3 separate regions of the Mus musculus genome follow, and regions 1 and 3 are each linked to region 2. The links are chromatin contacts, called in public promoter capture Hi-C maps. All regions are on one chromosome and are shown on one strand. Each heading gives the region's core, a stretch centred on a gene start, on an enhancer-like site or on the middle of the called end of the contact. The rest is flanking DNA. Distances are from core to core; before and after follow the strand shown.

What was found. Promoter capture Hi-C pulls out the DNA fragments that hold promoters and counts their contacts.
Region 1: a promoter capture Hi-C map of the C10 cell line shows a contact between it and region 2, with 10 times the contacts expected there. The contact joins the enhancer-like site here to the promoter of Coq2 in region 2. A contact is called at or near these places in 5 of 39 promoter capture datasets (the C10 cell line, hippocampal neurons, liver and 1 more) and 1 of 115 datasets of contacts at active chromatin or transcription factors (astrocytes).
Region 3: a contact with region 2 is called in a promoter capture Hi-C map of hippocampal neurons, with 4 times the contacts expected there. The contact joins the promoter of 9430085M18Rik here to the promoter of Coq2 in region 2. A contact is called at or near these places in 7 of 39 promoter capture datasets (the 3T3-L1 cell line, cranial neural crest, frontonasal cranial neural crest and 3 more), 1 of 484 Hi-C or Micro-C datasets (the Ba/F3 cell line), 1 of 115 datasets of contacts at active chromatin or transcription factors (embryonic stem cells) and 2 of 9 other capture datasets (adipose tissue and embryonic stem cells).

Annotation. Positions count from the first base shown.
Region 1 is chr5:101,937,041-101,940,570 of GRCm38.p6, forward strand. It overlaps Wdfy3 (WD repeat and FYVE domain containing 3), which reads right to left. Exons shown (of 67, transcript NM_172882.3): 14 at 242-699. Among named protein-coding and RNA genes, the nearest start is that of Gm42135, 9.0 kb to the right of the region's middle. Within about 2 kb of position 1,666, at least 49 of the 459 cell types and tissues checked have an H3K27ac peak or open chromatin away from gene starts, as enhancers often do.
Region 2 is chr5:100,672,728-100,676,079 of GRCm38.p6, forward strand. Coq2 (coenzyme Q2 4-hydroxybenzoate polyprenyltransferase) reads right to left here and starts at 1,529. Exons shown (of 7, transcript NM_027978.2): 1 at 1,262-1,529. The coding sequence starts at 1,514.
Region 3 is chr5:101,701,232-101,704,853 of GRCm38.p6, forward strand. It overlaps 9430085M18Rik (a long non-coding RNA gene), which reads left to right and starts at 2,318. Exons shown (of 3, transcript XR_001785073.2): 1 at 2,318-2,879.

The DNA.
Region 1 (3,530 bases), core at 416-2,915, 1.3 Mb after region 2:
TCCTAGAAGCTGTTCTGTTAAATGCAATGGGCGCAAACTGAACGCGCATTTACTCAAACACACGCTCCTGTGCTGCAAACTCGACGCCCGGACGAGGCTAGGAAGGGTCCTGAGCAGAGTGACAGACCTCAAGTAAATAGAAGATTCACTGGTTTTCACCCTCCTTCCAGTTAACCGGAGTCTAATGCTGAGGCTGTGCTGGGCACAGCCTGCAATTCAGACAGCAAAGCGGGGCCCATACCTGTCAAAAGAATCTGTGGCCACTTTGTAGAGATAGATAAAGAGTTTACTGCAGTGCCGCAGGGTCGGTGACACAGAGTCCACGGACACCGCCCCTTCCTCCAGCAGTCTCTGGAAAGGCTGCGTGTTTGACGGGAAGACGTTCACGGCACTTATTTTCCTGAGGTCTGAGAAGCAGCCAAGGAAGCGGACAGCGTCCGCCAGCTTTTCGTACTGTATCTCGGTCTTGAAGAAGTGCGAGTTGGCCGGCTCATAGCGCAAGGCTGCCGTCAGCGTGCAGAACACAGTGTGCAGGAGCTCCAACACCTGGCTCTGGCTCACCTTCTCCCAGCCGTTCTTGGGAGGAGAGCTCAAAGACCTCTCCATAGCAACGAGCAAGGATGTAATGTACACAAACCCTCCCACTTTCCTAAAGACTGTTCTTGAACGGTGGCTTTCTCGAAGGACGGACAGCAGGGCCTGCAAGGAGAGAGAAGGGAAACCGGTAAAATACATAGTGTGACATCACATGACCACGAAAGCTTGGGACTGTGTAAGTGATTATCAGGTGGGTTATTCTAAGGGGGAAGACAAGGAAGCGCAGCTGAGACCTGAGGGCTCTGATTCAGGCACAGTTTCTCAGGAGAGAGGACTTAGACATCTGTCTCTCTAGAAAGAATTAGAACCTGAGGCCGAAAAAAGGACCCTGCCCCATCTGACCTAATAACCACAGTGAAAGCAAGCCGTCCTGTCACCCACTCGGTAACACCTGATTTAAGTATGCAAGGCACCAACACTAGGCACCCTCACACTCTGCCTTCCGTAGTTGCTCAACAGTGCAGTGTGTTATGTAAGGCGGGGGCTTCTTAGCCAAAAGCCTTAGGTCCAGGAAGTCCTTCAGCTGTTTTCAGAGTACACATGCAATGATATACCTTAAGTCTGAACAGGAAATGTGTGTGTGTGCGTGTGTTTAAATACTTTTATCTATGACACAAAGCTCTACCGTAGGGGATTCTCTACATGGGACATCATGTTAGAAAGCTCTAGGATTTGAGGCTGGAGTGATGACTCAGCAACTATGAACACGGGCTGCTCTTGCAGGGGACCCAGCTTCAATCCCCAGCGCTACACGGGGGAGTCCCAGGTGTCTGTAACCAGGGGCCCAACATCCTTCCTCTTTCAGCCTCATAGGCATGTGGTGCACAGGCATCTACGCACTGAACAACAAATGTTTCTTAAGTTTTAGAGTTTGGAGTTCTTTTAAATTTTTGATTTTCAAAACGGCTGTTACCACCACCACCACCACCACCACCATCACTGCGTGAGGAACTATGGTGATTTTTAAAGTTATCAAGGATTCTGCACTGGGTTAAATGAATGGCCAGGGAAGGCTTAAGCTTAGGGAATTCCACTTCCCTAAATGCATCTACACACAATGTCGTGTTGTCCTGCTCTGTGGACTGACATCTGTCGACCTACGTTTCCGTTCTTATGACAACAACACTCTGCTGATCCGTCTTAATATCAGCAGCTGTGGTATTTCAGAAGGTCATTGTCTTCAAATATTACATGTTTCTAAGGGAAGCCAAAGACCGGGAAAGGCCATGCGCTAATACAGGTTACAACTGCATACAGTGTATGTAGCCATCTGGGAAAGGCCATGTGCTGATACAGATATAACTGCATATATTATATGCAGCTGTCCATATGACACACACCACTTCAACAATGATAAAGACTTCACTATATACTAAAACTTAGTTATTTTAAAAGAAACTATATAAGCTGTGCATATTACTAAAACACCTAGTATGTTCCTTCCACTCTTTTGCTGGGAATTTCCATTTTAAAAAGTATTTGGTAGCAACAGCATTTCTTTGTTGTCAAGTTTAGTAAATTATATTCTTAACAATTATAATTCCTGTTAAGACATTCCAACATTATAACAATCTTAAGGTTATGATATGGAGTGGATGCAGATCAGAGTCGAATGCAGGGATTCCAACTCTGGCTCCAACAGTAAACTGCGTTATCATAGCACTTACTCTGCCTGCCTGTGTCATGGCTTTCAGTGAGTATGAGAGAGATAATTAGAACTCTCCAAACACACACACACACACACACACACACACACACACACACACACACACACAGAGTTTTGTAAAGTGGCTGGCACATAAAGCTATCACTATTTTAAAGACACTAGGGCAAAATGTAACAAGTACATGACATGTGTAACTTTAACAACAAGGACACGAGAAATGACTCTACTGTGAACACTGTCCTGTCACAGGCCTGGGGGGGCGCAGCCCACTACACACTGAGGTTAGCATACACTGTTGAGTGGACTGTCACAGGCCTGAGGGCCCAGCCCACTACACACTGAGGTTAGCATACACTGTTGAGTGGACTGTCACAGGTCTGGGGACACAGCCCACTACACACTGAGGTTAGCATACACTGTAGAGTGGACTGTCACAGGTCTGGGGACACAGCCCACTACACACTGAGGTTAGCATACACCGTAGAGTGGACTGTCACAGGTCTGGGGACACAGCCCACTACACACTGAGGTTAGCATACATTTCCCTAAGAAAGTGGTTGCTTGCTGAAGATGGAAATCGTATCTAGAAATCATGGATCAGTAAGTTAATGAAAGCATAAGAATTTTAACGACTCTTCTGACTTAGGCAGATGCTACTGAAATGCAAAAGGAGGTTTCTAGAGAAAGCCCATTAAGACTCTTTCGATTAAAACTTTGTTTCTCACACTGCAGAAGTTAAAAGCACAATTCTGTGGGCAGTCTGACCGTGTCCTCCACCCACTAGACTCACACTTCAGATGTCTAATCAAGCTACACTTCAGGTTATAGTGTCTAAAACACAGGGAGGGTCTGGGGGCAAGGTCTCTCTAGCATAGCTTAGGAACTGCAAGAAAATAAATCAAATTAAAAAAAGTAAACTGTTACAGGGACACAAATAACACCTATCTTATTAGCAAAAGGCTTATGTGAGTGGATGCCTGTGAAATGTGCACACAGGGATCTGTGTTAGTTGCTGTTATAATTAAGATGGTTTTTTCTCGAACTTAGAAAAACAGCTTCAAATGCCACTCAATATTCTTACACGCTATTCCTTGCTTGAGTCACCAAAACTCACACGGAAACAAATTAAAAAGGAAGATGTCTAACTTTAGTTAGCTCTGGAAATGTCTCACACGGCAATGGCAGTTATGCCAGCAACTCGAGAAGACACAGGTGCGTAGGTCCTAGGAGGCAGGATGGCGCAGCAGAGAGCGCGTGTAGAGGCCCC
Region 2 (3,352 bases), core at 279-2,778:
TGGGACCCTGTCCAAAAACAAACACCAAACCCAAACGGGGCCACGTTGGGGGTCCTGGATAGGTAAAGGCAGAACAAATAAGTTTGGCATTTGGATGTTCTTCCATACGCTGAAACTGTACATACTGACATCTAGATTAGCTGGAATTCAGTTGTATCCCTCTTCCTACATCTTTCCAGGGTTGCAGGTCAGGCTCCTAGTCTTAATGTTTCAGCACTAAGTCTGTTTGTTTGGCTTTTATTTCAGAATATAAAGCCCAGACTGACTTGCAACTTGAATCAGCCCTCCTGCCGTTGGATGTTAGACTATAGATGTGAGCCACCATATTTAGCTACCCTTGGATTTTGAAAATATTTCTCCAAGACCTCTCTACTCTATAATATAGCATTTCCTTTGGAGTACTATTTTTTTCAGTTGTTCGAACTCTGGAGACAGTAAGTTATTTTTCTTTTCCTGTGCATGACCTATACCTCTGATACTTTTCCATACTTTCCTAGGTTATCAACTGTCTTTTCCAGCCAGAAACAAATTCTTTCAAAGCTGGTAGTTTTCCTAGCTCATTCTGTCACTAAGGCCAGGTGACTTCATCTACAACTCCGGGCATCGTTTTACCAACTAGACAGAAACCTTGCGTGCAGACGGAGCTTATATTGTGTCACAGGTGTCAATAGTCCGTGAGCACTTTGATGAAAAAGACTGAGAAAAAGAAGGTCATAGAGAGGCTTGTGTGAGTTTACGTTGGCGGGCAATTCTAAAGCACGATAACCCGGCTGTGTTCAGATGCTCTCAATCTTTGTAACCGGTGATGAGGGGGAAAAAAAGCCCAGTAGTAACACTTTTGGGGTCCTTCTGGTCTGGCTCTGACGAGGAGCCTTGATTTCAATAGTCTTACTTACATGCCCCTTGGGCCTTACATAATTGGAGGCAAAAATCGAAAACTAATGAATGCAGAAATGCTTCAAAACTGCAAATCAACAATCAAAAGCTTCGTGAAAGCAAAGGAGCACCTGCTCACATCTGAATGGGGTAGGAGTGGTCTGGAGTTTGTGGAATGGTCTGGGAATATGTGATTATCAACGTCCGCCTCCGGGACTCCCGGCTCAGAGCGAGGGAAAATCTGCGTGTCCCTGGCTAAGGTCCTGACCGAGTCCCGAGGGGACTGGCCCAATGGGTGCATCGCAGCGGAGTCGCGGTCACTGCGGCCCTGCTCCTCAGGCAGGCAGGCTGTCGAGCGCAGCGCAGCCCAGCCCGCCCCACTCACCTATGGGCTTGTCCAGGCGCATGAGGCGCAGGTAGGGCTGCAGCGGGCGGGGCGCCGAGTTCACCACGGCCGCGGCCGACAGGCTGAGAGCTCGGCCCCGCTGCGTCCCGGGGGCCGGGGCTCGCCGATCCCGCGCGCCCGGAACCCCTGCGCTGCGCACCAGGGCCAATGGGAGCCCGCGCGGACCTCGCAGCCATGCGGACCGAACGGCCCGCAGGCCCCGCGCGAGCCCCGCGCCTCCCCAGCGCAGCATGGCGCCAGGCTGGACGCCGGTCGGTGGCGTCATCCAGGGCGACGGGCCGCGGGCAGGCATGCGCAGTGGTGGCGCGCGCGCTCCTGGAACTGGATTTACAGACCGGGCTGAGCCGTATGGTGCTAGAAATCAAACCTGGGTCCTCTGTAAGGAGAGCAGCAGGTGCTGTTCACCGCTGAGCCATCTCTCCATCTCCAGGCTTCTTAATGAACTCAAAAGGAGAGTGTTTGTTTATTTGTATGGAATAGTTCTACCATAAAAAGAAAAACTTAAGTCCAAAAATGTTAACTACATGGAATGTTCACCTTCTAACACTAAAAGGGAAACAAAAAGCCAAATCAAATTATGTAAATTTTTATATATGTATATTCATATATACATATACTCATATATATACATATATATGAATTTAAGTATATCTATCTATATCTATATACTTAAGGGAAATTCTTTACTCGAGGTGAACCTAAGTTTGACAGCTAAAAAGGATGCAGTTTCACTCAAGAACAACTTCATAACCAGGTGGTGGTGGCGCACTCCTTTAATCCCAGCACTCGGGAGGCAGAGGCAGTCAGATCTTTACGTTTTCGGCCAGCTTACTAAAGAGTGAGTTCCAGGACAGCCAGAGCTACACAGAGAAACCCTGTCTTGAAAAATAAAACAAAGAAAAACAAAACAATAACCAACTTTATGCGACCCTTGTTAATATAGTTGGCCGTTGCATGTTTGCAGGTACCTGGTATGTGTTATTCCACGGTAACCCCTCACTGACTGGCTCTGGACAAGTCGCTTATCTGGATTTTAGTGTTTTGAGATGGTGGTGTATCCTTTTCGGTGCCCTTCCTTAAAGCCTATGAAGTGAGTTCTGTGATCCTGGCCTGGCGCTTGAGGAAGGTGCAGCAGGGGGCGCGCTGGCCTTTGCAGTCTGGGAAGCGCTGCTGGTCCTTTGATCTTTTAGCTCCATCTGCTGCTTGCCAGTTGAGCTCCTCTACAGGTTTGCGGCCTTTGAGGCTCCTTTCTTTTCCCAAAAGTTGCCTCCACGCTGTTTATTTTCAAGCACCCTTTCAGGTAGCATAGGTGCCGCCATGCCAAACACGAGGCTCTTTCACACTTGCACACTATTTCCATTTGCCTGGAGTTCCCAACACAATATTTAAAATGCAAAAATCATTGCGAATGCTTTCTATTTTAGAGGGAAAGGATGATAAAGCTGTTTTTTAAAATTGCTTTTTTTTTATTTGAAAAAAATGTATTTTAAAGTCCACTAACTTTTTCACTCTCAAACCCATTTCAACTTGTCCTGCAGTGGTAGTAGGACATTATAAAAGTAAAGACTAGACTGAGTCCAAAGAATAGTTATTAGCATGAAGCAGGAGCGACCATGGCTCTCTGCCCTGTTCTGTTAACTCCATAGAGGGTCAATAGCAACCTTTTGCTTTTGTGACATGATGTCTGTGGCCTTCCGTGGGAGACACACACACACACACACACACACACACACACACTAAATAACTAAATACATGGAATAAATGTTTGAGGTTTTGGGTTTTTTTGGTTTTTTGTTTGTTTGTTTGTTTTGTTTTATTTATTTATTTATTTATTTATTTATTTTTATTAGGTATTTTCCTCGTTTACATTTTCAATGCTATCCCAAAAGTCCCCCATACCCACCCCCCCAATCCCCTACCCACCCACTCCCCCTTTTTGGCCCTGGCGTTCCCCTGTACTGGGGCATATAAAGTTTGCAAGTCCAATGGGCCTCTCTTTCCAGTGATGGCCAACTAGGCCATCTTTTGATACATATGCAGCTAGAGTCAAGAGCTCCGGGGTACTGGTTA
Region 3 (3,622 bases), core at 1,068-3,567, 1.0 Mb after region 2:
AGTGAAGAGAGCAGGGCAGTCTCCAGCAGGTAGCATTTGCAGGAAGAACTTCGGTGTGTGGAAATATTCCACGTGGGTTCTTCCTCAGCACTTACACAGTTTATTTACATAATCTCTGTGTTACTTTATGCTGTGCCCTGCTAATCACTTTTTGCAGATGGGAAGTCCATGCTGCCAGCAAGTGGAAGCTGAGACATGGACCCAGGTTGCCTGACCCAGATTTCAAGCTGCAGGTTAATTATAAGTTAACAGAGCCACTGGATTGCTTACATCTCAAACCCAGTTTTCCTCCTCATAGCAAACCAGTTTGTCAGACAGTGGCTTCATGGATCCATCGTCCTCTGCTTGCATCACAGAAAGGCCCAGCACTGTCCTGCCCCAGGACTGCAGCTCCTCTCCCTGTCACACCCCGCAGCTGCCACTCAGCTAGGAAGAAGTGCTCCCTAATCCCAGGGCCACAGCAGGACAGAGCCAAGGACAGCACAGGCAGCCACAAGAAAACAACAACAACATTAGAGACAAAGGACACAAATGCCAACATCCCCTGGCAGATCGAAGACAACGAAAACAGCAGCACAACCAACAATAAAACACAGAAAATGAAGAACTCGTGAGGTCATACGTTATGTAGAAAGATAGACGAGAGATCTGGAAAGGTGAAGAGACGATAGATTTGATACATGTTCTCTCTGGTGGCTTCAGTGAGGAAATCCTCCTTGTGTGTCTAAATGCTTGCTCCCATGATGGTGATGCTATTTGGGGGAGGTTATGAAGCCTTCAGGAGATGAAGCCTCACTGGAGGAAGTGTGTCAGTGGGGGGGGGGGAGAGTGTGAATGGACTTTGAGGGTTTAAGTCCTTACCCTACTTTCTGATCCCTGACCCCTCTTCTATCTCTGTCTCTCTCTTCTCTCTGCCTCTCCGTCTTTCTCTATGTGTTTCTCTCCTCTCCCCCTCCCTCCTTTTTCTCTCCCTCCCCTTCCCCCCCTCTCTCTCTTCCCTCCTTTCTCTCTTTCTCCCTCTCCCCTCTCCTCCCTTCTTTCTCTCTCTCCTTTCCTTCCCTCCTTCCTATGTGTGGATAGACAGTGATGATCAGCAGCCCTCCTTCTCTCTCTCTCTCTCTCTCTCTCTCTCTCTCTCTCTCTCTCTCTCCTTTCCTGCCCTCCTTCCTGTGTGTGGATAGACAGTGATGATCAGCAGCCCTCCTTCTTTGTCCTCTTGGACTCCCCTCTGGAGTCATAAGGCACAGCAACGCTCTCCTCCTAAATTTGCCTTTGGTCCAGATATTGATCACACTGACAGAAAAGGGATATTAGTCCAGGATCTCTCCAGCAGGAGACTGCTAGGGGCACATTAGTAAAAACAAGAGTGTTGGCATTCACAAGGAAGGTTCCACAGTTTTATCACAGAGAGACTGGATCACGTGAAGTACACCGATGGATTCTAACCCAGAGAGAACTTTTGATCAAGACTGGTGTTTTCTTCCCTCCTCTTGCATCATAGCTTCAAGGGAAGCAACCGTAATCAAAATCCCACAGGGAGAAGCTAGGTTAGTTCTTGATCTGCTGAGCTCAGGTAACTCAGCCAAGGAGCAGATGGTTCTGGTATGACTCCAGGTGCAGGCTTCAGAAGAGTCTCACGTGAGACATGTCCCTCCTCATAATGCGGGCTGACCACAAGGACAAGCAGAAAAGCCAGACGACGAATGCCCTGACTCATTGAAAGAGGGGACAGTAATCTTCGACACAACCAAATCAGGGTCAGAGACGAAGTTCAACGGCAGAGCACGTGCCTAAATCACACAAGGTTTAGTGAGGATTCAAGCCCAGCCATACAAAAGCATAAATAAAACCAAAAAGCTGTCCAAATCATAAAAGATAAAGGCCATGGAAATACAAATTAAAGGTATAAGCATTTGACAACTTAATGCAATACACATTTCTCTCCCGATTCTGTCCAGGAAGGATAAAATGGCCGAAAGTTCATTTTTTAGGAGAATGGACAAAACTGAAATCTGAATGAGCAATTTCAGAGTATGGCACAGTGTAAATTTATTGGGCTAGATTACCGGTAAGAGAGGGAGAGGGAGGGGGAGGGGGAGGGGGAGGGGGAGGGGGAGGGGGAGGGAGAGGGGAGGGGGAGGGGGAGGGGAGGGGGAGAGTGAGAGAGAGAGCGAGAGAGAGAGAGAGAGAGAGAGAGAGAGAGAGAGAGAGAGAGAGAGAGAGAGAGAGAGAGAGAGAAACATACACTAAAGTACACAGGGGCAAAAAGAGAGGTATTTTCCTTTAAAAGGCTCAGAAAGAGCGTGCGTGGGCGTGAGCGCATGCGTGCATGGGGTCTGAGGAGCTGATGAGTCAGCAGTGGCGGTGGCGTGGAAGCCATGACCGCCACTAAACACTGCACCTGAACTGGCTGAGGTGGTAGCTGTTAAAGTCTGAAAGAAAATATAACTGTAAGCAGGTCACAGAAATACAGGGCGAACAAATAGTAAAGCGACAGGATAAAGCGGAGGTGTGAGTCCATCTGTCGTCACCGCAACAAAATACCCGAGGAAATGTGGAAAACCTTGTGCTGTCTCCTGCTTCAGAGGCACCAGCCCTAGGTCACGCTCAGCCTGGGCCTGTGGTGAGATCCACCTCACAGCAGAAGTTTGTGTTGCTCTCTCACACTAACGGTTTGAGAATTTGATCCCTTCTGCTACCTAGAAGCTGGTTGCCCCTGAGGTCCCTCCTTCCTCTAGCATACCACTCCTCAGAATGTCCAGAGATGACGCTGCAAGGACCCGTCTGTGACGAACTAGGGCACTGAGGAGAGCGTTCTCCAGGTTCCTTCCTCTTCCTGCGTTGCCATTGTTACCGTGTGACATTCCAGGGTAGGAGAGGTGTGTTCCTGGGGGATGGGTGGGAGGGTGCGCGTGTGCATATGTGTGTGTGTGTACATGTGTATAAATACTACTGCAATCCTTGGTCAGGGCCCTGACACTGGGTATTCCAACATATTGGGTCCAGCCACTCACCTCCAAACCCAGAGAAAGTAGGTGTGAAAACCAGGAAAGGACATTTAGTCAGTAAAACCACAGCAGGAAGGAAGGGCAGCTGCTCCTGTCAGTGCTGTTCAGCGGGGCAGTCAAGAGCCCCCGAATTATCCAGGCAAGGAAAATTATCCAGGAATCAGAGGAAACACATGCCATTGGTCAGTCTTGGTTACACTCTGGTCTGGCTGATCCTTGTCTAGGGATTAGTAAAAGCACAGTAAGGAAGTTGCAGTTGCCTGGACACACTGTCAACTCTTGTACAAGGTGTTTGTCTATCCACCTAGAATTCTAGGTGACTGAAGGGGAAAATGTTTCAGAACAAGAGAGTCACAGTATATGGCCACGTCTGCTTCTGCCCTCTGCAATGCACCAGGCACCTACAGGCCCAAGTGAGTGCAGGCGCTTTTAGCCACAGCAGACTCTAGATCTTGCTTCCAAAAGGAGAGACAGGTGAAGGGAAGATGGATGGTAGTTTTGGAGTGTCTGTGGTTTTCAAGTGACAGGCTAGCTATGTAGCCCAGACTAGCTACAATCTCATGATCCTCCTGCTTCAGCCTCCTGAGTGCTGGGATGGCAGGCAACAGTGTGGG